Linked DNA regions of Zea mays: regions 1 and 3 are each linked to region 2. Evidence: chromatin contacts called from public Hi-C data. All regions are on one chromosome and are shown on one strand. The core of a region is the stretch at or near the end of the contact, and the rest is flanking DNA. Distances in the headings are between cores, read along the strand shown.

The links. Hi-C and Micro-C count contacts between places; a contact is called where the count stands out from the background.
Region 1: a contact with region 2 is called in a Hi-C map of root tip, with 4 times the contacts expected there. The contact joins the enhancer-like site here to the promoter of LOC100383130 in region 2. A contact is called at or near these places in 4 of 25 Hi-C or Micro-C datasets (ear, leaf, root tip and 1 more).
Region 3: a contact with region 2 is called in a Hi-C map of tassel, with 1.6 times the contacts expected there. The contact joins the promoter of LOC100279045 here to the promoter of LOC100383130 in region 2. A contact is called at or near these places in 2 of 25 Hi-C or Micro-C datasets (ear and tassel).

What each region holds. Positions count from the first base shown.
Region 1 is chr5:33,879,895-33,883,639 of Zm-B73-REFERENCE-NAM-5.0, forward strand. No RefSeq gene overlaps it. Among protein-coding and RNA genes, the nearest start is that of LOC100273457, 14 kb to the right of the region's middle. Within about 2 kb of position 1,532, at least 9 of the 20 cell types and tissues checked have an H3K27ac peak or open chromatin away from gene starts, as enhancers often do. A contact at or near this core is called in leaf and root tip, where this site is marked.
Region 2 is chr5:34,103,727-34,107,453 of Zm-B73-REFERENCE-NAM-5.0, forward strand. LOC100383130 (Splicing factor CC1-like) reads right to left here and starts at 2,220. Exons shown (of 13, transcript NM_001361947.1): 1 at 1,727-2,220; 2 at 680-752; 3 at 543-599; 4 at 136-191. The coding sequence starts at 2,172.
Region 3 is chr5:34,282,876-34,286,555 of Zm-B73-REFERENCE-NAM-5.0, forward strand. It overlaps LOC100279045 (UPF0434 protein Daci_3569), which reads right to left and starts at 2,044. Exons shown (of 3, transcript XM_008646604.1): 1 at 1,709-2,044; 2 at 1,550-1,604; 3 at 1-275. The coding sequence starts at 1,809. The coding sequence ends at 171.

The DNA.
Region 1 (3,745 bases), core at 282-2,781, 220 kb before region 2:
AGAACCTTTGCATTTTCTAGAATCTAAGTGTGGTGGGAAGCGAAGCCAAACATGTCTAGTCTCTTCGAGAGAGACTACTTCCTTAAAAGGTTTATTTGTGGAGGAATAACCAGTCGTAAATTTGTGTAGATCTAGGGTGGTAATGGATCACGATCTAAATATTTCTTTATAAATTGTTTGAGCCCTTAATTAAATTTAGTTCAAAAATCAATAGAAATTGAGCTTGATACTAATAGATTCCAATCCTTAAATTTTATAGTGTAAAATTTAGAGTCATAACCAGTTTACCACCTTCTAGGTGGATCACAAGATCGAGAATTGAACGTAAATGCAAAGGCGACGTGAAGATTTAGATACACTCAAGTTCTCGATTCGAGATAATACCCCACGTCTCGTTTGTGGCTATCACTTATGATTTGATGATCTGACCTCTTGGGGTGTCTCGTCCCTCCTTTTATAGTCCAACGAGGGGGCATTTACATAAAGGTTATCTAGTGTCATACCTGATTAGGTTACATATAAGATACGAAACATGATGCATACCATTTTAATCGAATCTAACTAGGACTCTCAGTTCTATCTTTACATGTAGGTTTTCTACTGATATGATAAGATCTTGTGCCTCCATCTTTCTCGGACGATCCTAGTATGTTTCTGTCATGTGGACCCAGTCCCTGGATAACAAGGCCAAGTGCTCAGGCTCAATCGACTAGGCCTTGCACATTGATGTGTTTTCGGGGTACCCCTGATATATATTCTTTACAGTAGCCTTCAAGTCAAATTTGCCTGAGTTTAGTAACTCGGGTTGATTTAACTCTTGAATTGAATCAGTATTGGAAGGACTACATGCGCTTAGGGGGTTGAATCAATATTGTCATGATAGACGGTGGCGGTCACACCATAAACTCAGTACAATATTAGGAACAAACCTAGAGAGCAAGCACAATAGTCGAGGGGTTTGTGGGTTGTCAAACCATACTCACAACTAGGAACAAACCTAGAGCAAGCGCAGTAGCGGTCTAACTAACTTAAATACTTTGCAAAGTATCTATGCTTTTCACCAACTGATTTTCAAGCACTTCGTGATTTGGAGCAATGGAGTTGTGTCTTAACACAAGTACATCTGCCAAGCCCTTAGCTACGCCGACCCAGCCCTCGCCTATTCCAGTCGAGCCCTTGGCCGCGCTAGTCGATCCCTCGACTGCGATAGGTCCATCATCAATTGCCACAAAACCGAGAGGTTATTCTCTCTAGCTAGAGATTATTCGTTCTTTAAATTTTGTATCTTGACAGTCGTTGCTTCGGTGTAGGAACCATTTGGACGCCCACACCAACTGCGGTGGCAGCGGTTGGGTCGATTTCGACGGGCACAAAGCACAACCATTCCGTCTTCCGTGACCTCCGCTTCAGTAGCTGCCATTCTTGCTTGCCGGCTTGTCGTTGATGCCACGCATCAGCGCTGCTGACAAGTACTCCGTAACAAGTTGCACCAACGACCGCAGCATAAGCAGACGCGAGCAAGGCCGTACCCGTCGCTATTGAGAGGTCCACGGCGAAGGCACAGCACAGCAGCACGTGTGCAGAAACTAGCTACTACTCGTCCAGGCACGTGGGCGGAAAAACTTGACAACCTTTTTGGTCGTCGTTGGCTGAGGCGCTCAGCAGCCAACGTTGCTGCTTGTAGGTTGTAGTAGTAATGAAAGGACAGGGCCGGCCGATGGCTCGCGTGCTGCCTTGCTGCCTGTCTGGTCCGCCCGCGTGGGACGAAAATTATACACAGATACGCATCATAGTGCAGGAGATTCGTCTGTTTGGCATGGTCTCTTGAAAATCAAGCAGTAGTTTTATATGAGGGGGAGGCCGGCAGGTACGGTGGTTTTTAAATCCGGAGATAAGACCAGGTCTTGGGAAGATCGATCGTTGGATTAATATCCAGCCTTTGTGTGTCATTTGCTCCTGACCTCCTCTATGACATTTGCGAAGATAAAAGAGATTATGGCAATCAAAGTAAAAGGAGCTAATTATCTTTTGGCTTTCAGAATATGGTTGCAAGGTGGTCAGTTGATGATGTGGGAGAATATTTGTAAGATGAGTAGGGAGTTTGATTGTCTGGCTTTAGCCACCGAAAATAAAGGCATGTATTTTCGGTTGTCCGCGCAAAATAACACGTCTTTATTTTTAGCGGCCAAACGCAACAGTCGAACATAACGAAACTATTTTCGGTGATTATAAAGTGGTCACTGGAAATAATTTTTTACAGAATTACTTTTGGTGTCCGCTTTCTAGCCACCGAAAATAACTTATACTTTCGGTTATAAACTTTTGACAAGTCACCTCTGTCGAAAATAACCCTTACCAGTAAAAATAATATACTTTTGACGATAAGAGCTTATTTGTATATGGACGTTAAAAGTGCATTGTTTTCTCGCACCGTCGCGATGGGCGGATGACCATGTGTTGTGATGGTGGGTTACATGCCTTGCAGATAAATAATTACTAATTATCATCGATGCCAACATAATCAGGAGCAGAGCCAAGGGGGGGCGGGCAGGGGCCTTGGCTCTCCCTGATCCTTCCGTACACATATAATATTTAAACATAGTTTTTTTCGTCAAAATAAATTTCTCTATCCAAATAAAAATTTATTGTAATTATGAAGTATCAAATTCATCGCTTGTAATAAAATCGATAAATTTCAATCCAAATTTGTCATCAGATAGTTGTGTGTGTGACCAATTTGCTTTACCTTGAGTATACAACCATCTAGAACCAAATACATTATGATTACTTGCTGATTTGATAGAAAGCCTTGTCAAATTGTGTAAAAGTTCCATGTAACAAATGGTTTACAGATTATTAAGAATAATAGTCACCCTTCCGGTCTTAACTACAACCACTGAGAGAGCCTTTTAGCTACAAAATTTATCAAAACACATCTACGAAATAAAACGGGAGATGATTTTATGTGAAATGACTTGATCATCTATATTGATATAGAAATAACGACTATGATAAGCTGTCATCATATAATCGAAGCTTTTAATTTGGCCGATCATCGTAGAGGCAAATTATTTTAATCTCTATTGGAGTTAATTAATATACAATTATATGGTGCAAGTCTTTTTTATTAATTTATTATCTATGCTTACGCAAATTAGTATAAACATGTGTATATATTCTTCAATATTTTTTTACTTTATAGTATTTAATGAATTGCTTGTCCTCTCCTATGCTATAATTCTGGCTTCGTCCTTGAGTATAACAATACGTTGTCCGATCCACCGTCCAGCTGCGTTGTAACATGGGTTTTTACGTTGGATACCTTAAAAATATGTCAACAACTTGGTGCTCCAGGTCAATCCCACGCAGCCATAAGTTGTGTGGGCTCATGATTGTTTTGGAAATAACCTTCTCCCTAAATTACTTCAAAAGTAGTAGTATATGCGCCTCTTTAAAAGTACTTTATTTTCACAATCACATAACGACGTATACAACCCCATTAATTAAAGGGGTTTAAGAAGTAAGTGAATAAAAATCACGAGACATGCTTTTCACGAAGAGCTCGTCTCTTCAGACTTCCTATCCATATTGTCTTTTAACTGCATTTATGATCGAAGATAAGTTATATATGGTAGTCATTATAAACATATGATATAATACAACTTACCATGCATTTAGCTATGCAGATATGGCATTGGTGCCATAAGTGTGTTTAGGATCATTGCCATGATTTCGTCTATGCTTC
Region 2 (3,727 bases), core at 970-3,469:
CAATTCTGGAGAAACTACAGCTAAATTCCAGACAATGCCCCCACAAATATGCTAACTGCAAACACTAACAAGCGAGCTCATTAAATCTCTATATTACAGCACAAATCTGAATAATAACAGGTATACAATACTCACCCAACTCCTTTAGAACGTCTTGAGTTTCGGTCCATGATAAGACGAACATCACGAACCTGGAAAAAGTTAACATAAACATTAGAAATTAGCTATCAGATCATCAAAATCCCAATTTTCAATATGAGGAATGTTATGATCGTTTCACAGAAGTAAATACATGTGAGATGGTAAACATGAAACATTCTTAAATATGCTCTTACAGTTAAAATGATATAAATTTGTCTTATATGTGGAGGTCAGTTAAAAAAATCCATTTCACTAAAGACGCCAATGTGTGACATCATATGTTTTACTTAGTGGGGGACACAGCAAACAAATCCCTAGAGAATCAAATGCTGACAATTTGCTTAACTAATAACAAAAAAAAACAATATCCTGGAAACAGTATATGGCAAGTATGCTCTTACCTTCCCAGCCCTTGAGAAGAACTCATAAACATCTCTTTCGTCTGCCTTCAGAGATAGCTGCAGTCATGCTTACTAACATTAGTTTAATGGGTCAGTGTATAAACTAGTAGAGTAGAGCACTTCATTAAAAAATCAACCTGGAAAGCAAATACAGTCCTCTGGTCCCTTTCTGGATCAACTTCTGGCTCTGCCCCGTCATCTTTCCTACGCCTTCACAACGAGAAAAGGGAACATATTTATCAACGAAGTGTAAGCAATGCATGAAGCAGTAAAAAATAGAATTGTGACTATTATTATATGATCATTATTAATATATTCATCCCTGATAAGTGATAAGCACAAATAACCAAACGTGTCCAAGCAGCCAACTGTGCCAGCCCAATGCAAGTCCACCACTGTGCCAGCCCAATCCATGTTGTTAACTTGCAAGTACTCCACAAGGATTAAAAAAGAATGGTGACTTGATATCTTTAGTCAGGCCCAAATGCAGATGTCATCTGGAATCGGCTCTAGCATATCATATTTGTTAGTTCCCATATTACTATTCAATATTTAAACATAACAACCCTAGATGATGATATAACAGTAAACTAAAGTCATATGTTAGCAGCCCTATAAGCACTGGTGATTGATACTAATCCAAACTCACTATGTTTGACATGTATGTGCCAAAAGGAAGTCATAAAGCTACCATGCATATAAGTTGCACATTACAACAGACAGTTACTCCCCCTATTCCAAATTATAAGGTGTTTTGGCTTTTATAGATACATATATTTTGTTATGCACTTAGATATACAGTTATACACTATGTTTAGATACATAGTTAAAATGATGTACCTAGAAAAACCAAAACGTCTTGTAATTTGAAACGGATGGAGTACAAATTTTCTACAGCAACAGATAATCATGCTCACTCGATCAAGGAAATCCAACCCCCAGCTTTACTCTCTTGAAGACTTAGAGCTTGTACGTATGCTTACAAGAACAAACTCCAAGATGATAAAATGTTGGCTTAGCTAACCGACCCTATACAGGGTTTGGAACTAGAAACTTAGCCTCAACGAATCACATCACAGGCCTTTACCAATTGACAATCCAACGGGCTCGTAACAAGGCCATTAATTTGAATTGCATCAGACCTGTCTCAATGGCACTATACATGAGAGATCACGTATCTGTACCTGACGTCACGGTCGCGATAGTGGTGTCGCTCGCTGCGCTCGCGCTCCATCTCCAGCTCCCTCACCATCTCCTCTTCCTCGATACGGCGCCGCTCCGAACGGCTCAGGCTCCTCCGCTCCCGTTCCACCTCCCTCTCTCTGGGCCGGTGCCTGTCCCCCCTCTCCTTCTCCCGTTCTCTCCCTTCCCTGTCTCTGTCCTTCCCGCGGCTATCGCGGCTCCTCTCCTTCTCCTTCCCGTCATCCTTATCCCGATCCCGGTGTTCCCGAACGCTGCGGTGCCGGCCCCGCTCGCGGTCCTCCCCCGAGCGGGAGCGCTTCGATATGCGGCCCTCGTCGCCCTCGCGGCGACGCGAGCCGCGGTCCTTCTCGCCGGAGCCGGAACCATTGGCCGGCGGGGGAGCCGGCTCCACCGCCTTCTCCAGGTACTCGTATTCGTCGAACTCCATAGCTCTAGTGGATCGGGGTGCGGCTGTGAAACCCTAGACGGCGCGTCGGGGGAGGGCGAGACCACGGTTTACAAAACCGTTCTGGATGTAAAAACCGCCCCCCACCGGTAACGGTTTACCAACGGTAAACCGGTAAAAACCGGTAAAAACCGACCGGTTTGATCAATTCAAATCAATTTGAATTTGAACCGGTTTACCGGCAAAAACCGGTGAAAAACCGGCGAAAAACCGCTCTAAACCGCCGGTTAATCGCGAAACAAATCGGTTTTGCTGTTTTTTACAGAAAAATGGAAAATTTTGACAAGATTTATTTGTAGTTTGCTCAATTCACATTGCACAGTAAATATTAATTGATCCACACGACATGTGTTTACCAAAATAACATATAACATACATATGCAACCACAAACTCCAGTTCTCATGCAACAAACAATCAGTGAACTTCGCAATACTCAAATACAAGTTCTTTTACATCTCTTCAACGAGGCAACGACACGCAGGTTGACTTATTTCACAATACTCACATGTTTATCTCGAGTCATAATGATAGTACTCAGGCATGTTGGAAGGATCGTGATATTGTTCTAATCCGTTAGCGATAGTGATAGGTCTATACAAAATATATGAGATACATAGCGAGAAAACAAGATCGGTAAATAAATATTTATCCACAAAGCAAAAAAAACATATTGGTATGTGTGTTCGGTGTTTGTGTATTGCATGTGCACCTAACCAAGTGTTAGACTTTTCTCCTGATCAGCAAATCTTATGAACACATATAGAAGAACTGGAACTAAGGATTCTAGATTGAGTCTTGTCTAGATAGATAGTTATTAGAAGAACTGAAACTACTTGATTTATGGATTCCATCTTGATCAGGAAATGAAATCGAAATTGACCACTAAATGTCTAAACTGGACTTGAGCTATTGGTTTATCTTCACATATAACATATAACATCTTTACATATAACATATAACAGTAAACAACACTAATATACCTAAATTGACCACTAAATACTCAGTTTTGGTATTAAATCCGATTTTCGGCAAAAATTGGCGGTTTACCGATCTCAAATAACGGTTTTCGGGTTTTATGAATTTTTTCAAATTTTTGAATTTAGAATGAATTTTGAAAGAAAAACCGGTGGTTTACCGAAACCGCACCCCAGCGGTTTCGGTAAACCGACCGGTTTACCGCCGGTTTCTACCGGTTTTGTAAACCTTGGGCGAGACACGAGAATTGTATAGTCCAAACCCTACTATACTAGAAAATTTGTGGCGTCGCCGCCTTCTGTATTGGGCGATACCGAGCTTGGTTTTTCTTTTTTGACAGTTGATCTAGGTTTTTGTTCGCTGTTTTTTTTGTTTTTTTTTAAAAACTAAGTATTTGTAGTTGTACAAAGGTTATCTCCAGTATCTCTTACTATTTCAAACTCTACCCTCATGCATAGCACTACTAGCTAATTAGCCATAGCCTAATTCCATCTCTATAGTGCAAAACAGTGTTCTATACGCCGACCATAACCTAATTCGATCTTGGTGGCACTCTGAGCA
Region 3 (3,680 bases), core at 794-3,293, 180 kb after region 2:
CCAATTTCATTGTTGTCTTTCAAGACAACCATATTAGCCTTCTCAACAGAAACGGTGCACCTCATCCTCTAGGGCAATATGGTGACGATTTCCGACAAGAAGCACTTGGTTTTATTACCGTCGATTTACTACAACATATTGCTTCAATTAGATGTTGCATAGACAAGGATTCAACCAGAAGAATCCCTAGTGCTGGACTCTTGTTCTGATTTCACTTCTTGGTCGTCGAGTAACTTTCCATCTTTTGGTACAAGAGAAGGAATCCCATCAAGTACCTGCAGCCACATCACCGCACAATAAGGGAACGCAGAAAAGATCAAACACAGGAAGAGGAGAAACGAAACCTAAGATTGATTGAGAAACACATGAAAACTAAAGGGGTAAACCATTCAGATAGAACACAGGATAGAGCTTTGCATTAAAGGCAACGAGGCACATTTGCCTCAATCCTACGCGAAGGGATGGGGGAAATGAGGCTCAGGACTTCAGGTAGATGTTTCTTTTCTATGGTCTTCCCTTGAAATGAGTAGCATAGGAAATTTTCCTTAAGTTTTCCTAGGGTCCAATCCTCAGTTCCAAAGGAAACTGTTCTTAATCTTATACAAAATGAAATCTTCCATTTTTCTTAAAAAAATTCTCCAATCTAAAAGAGGCAATGGTTAGCGATAATGATAAATAAAATCCCCAGGTATATGAGCAAATGCTCACAAAGAGGGTGTGGGTGTTGAGCTGAATAGCTAAACAGTCATTGCAACGACAAACAAATAAAACAAAATGATATATTTTGATCCCTGCAGTTGCATAGGTTCAACACTTTCCGTCTGTGCAACCAAAAGCCAATGCAAATCATTTATCAGTTTCCCCTTTTCCCTATCAAATCAGTTGGTTTGGTCATAATAAGGCATTAGGTGTGCACTTTGTCACTTTGATCATTCCCTCCCCCTTATCTAGTACTTAGGGGGGTGTTTGAATGCACTGGAGCTAATAATTAGCTGCTAAAATTAGTTGAAGACATTCAAACAGTCTAGCTAATATTTCAGCTATTAGCTACTTTTAGCAAATTAGATAATAGTTAGCTAGCTAATTCCACTAGCAATTTTTTAGCTAACTAACTATTAGCTTAAATGCATTCAAACACCCCCTTAGTCTGTTCCAACCACAACACTTACCTGTAAATCTACTTAAGGTCGTGGTACAATCTGGTTGGTTATAAAATGATTATTCATATAAGCATTAAACTCCAATCTGAATTTGTTCTGAAACTGCCTTAAAACTAGGCAAGACCAGATCCTGTAGAGGCCTACCTACACATGTAAGGCAGCACAGGATACAGATTCCAAAACGCTCGTTTGTTTGAAGTTTGAACGTTTGGGCTGTCGGAAATCTACGTCTGTACTTGAAGATTTTGCCTCTATTAGAACAGTTGAACGCCCTTTTTTCCCACTGAGTCAATACAACAAACAGGTGGCTGACACACGAAATAGTTGGAATTCTGGCACACAACACATGGGCATCACACGACATGAGCACAGGAGCGATCGGGACTCACTGGAAAGGCCACCCCAGCGGAGTCGCTGACCAAAGACCCGTTGACCTCGCAGTACCTGCACAGCAAGATGCGGCACACGGTTAAGAAAGCAGTATGGATACGAGGGCAGTAACTGAGCCGAAAGAGGAGACGGAAGCCAATTAATCTCGGATTCCCCACCTAAGAGGCTGCTTAGAGAGTGGGCAGACGAGCACGTCGGCGAGCGCCAACGGGATGCTGCGGCCGCAGTGGGCCGATAGCAACGCCGCCGTTCGCCTCATTGCCCTCGTCGTGTAGTGGTTGCCAGGTATAAACGGCTAGCCCCGCCGCTCAACAACAAAGGGGGTTTCTCTCAGAAAAAAAACTAACTAAAAAATTAACTTTACCTTTCTAACTATCACAAAATATTTTTTTCTCTCCGCTCTTAAAATTGGATGACCTGGGCTTTCATGATATTGAGGAAGGTAAAATGAACTTGTTTTTCTAAAAACTAACAATAACAACAAACAAGATTGTGGATCTTACTTGTGATCTTCTACCTTTTAAAAAAAGGGAAAATTATTTCTTTAGCATTGAAAGTTCGTCATATTCGGAAAATACCACCAAAATTTTGCCGTTACAGGAAATAACACCAAAAAGGTCCTTCCGTTCCATACTGCAACACTACGCTTGCATCCCTGACCCCTTTCCAGTTTTCTGACCGACAGCCCTATTTTGGATGATCGCCTGCACTGCACGACTGTTCACTCGATCAGCAGCAACAGCTCAAGCATCGCCTGGTGCAGTAGCAGCACGCATCTCAGAGCTGTTAACTGAGACAAAAATACCCCCATTCTTACTTGCCTTTCTCACGTACTGTAAGCAGCAATAAGATTGAAAAAGACATGACAACAGCACATCTAACACAACAGCCACATGAGTGAACATAGCTGATTTAAGGAGAATAACAGCACATATGTCATGAACACAACAGAAGGTTTTTAGCACTAAACATAAGAGTAGGTTTTTAGCATCAAGTCAGCCTTCTCCATTTCAGCATAACATCAAGTCAGCCATCTCCATTACAGCTACTAACTAATGATAACTCTTCTTGCAATGCCCCCAGGTGATATGTTTGTCATTCCTCTAGTGACAGGACCTTCACCTGTAGAAGTAGAAGGTGAAGCTGCCATGCTTCTTGTTATTGGACCTGTCGAAGGAGGAGTTGATGCAGTTGTTTTTGCCGTGTTGGACCTTTTTGGTGTGTGCGGGACAGCATCACCGTTTCTCTTTCTACAAGAAGACAATTGTTTAACCAAAGGGAAAACAACAAAAAAATAAACTGAATGCAGCAGTAAAGCTTGACATTTTACTGTGTTTTAGGCGGTGATGGGAGCTCATCCCCCAATTCAGCAGGGGGCTCACGACAAGTCTTTTCAATATGACCAAACTGAAAGCATCTCTTGCATTGGTAAGGGCCTCTTTTCCCAGCCTCACCACTACTTCTGATTCGACGTACTCTCGGCCTACCCGCAGGCCTCTCTAACTTCGGAGGAACCATCACAAACCCAGGATCAACCACGGGCCACTGAGCCTTATCAACCATCGGGTTAATATCAAACTAATAAGTAGCTTTGAAACGTTCAACTGAGTAGTACTCATGGACATAGTCTTCAATTCTAACTTGTCTTCGTGAAGTTATGAAAGCTATAACATGGGTGCAAGGCTTGCCTGAAATCTTCCATTGGCCACATGAGCATGTTTTCTTGTCAAGATCCACTCCATGTCTCCAAGGTGTGTTGTCCCTAGTTAATCCAGATACTTCGGCCTTAAGACCACCACTTCCTGTGATTGTATATTTCAAGGATCTGCTCTTAATGTTCAGCTCATTGATAACACTAGGAAGTACTCGTCCGGTTAGCCTTGCAGCTACCTTTTGCCTTGTTGCTATCTTTTCCATGATCTTGCCCCTTATAGCATCCATGAGAATATCCACCAGAAAGCTTTTGTAGTCCTTAATCCAGTTGTTAAAGCACTCCGATATGTTGTTATTCACATAATCAACCATGCAATCTGCACTGAACTTAGCTCGTGACCATATCTGTTTATGGTTCGTTTCTAAGTACACAATAGCTTCAGGACTACTTTCTCTAATTTTTTCCCATAAGACCTG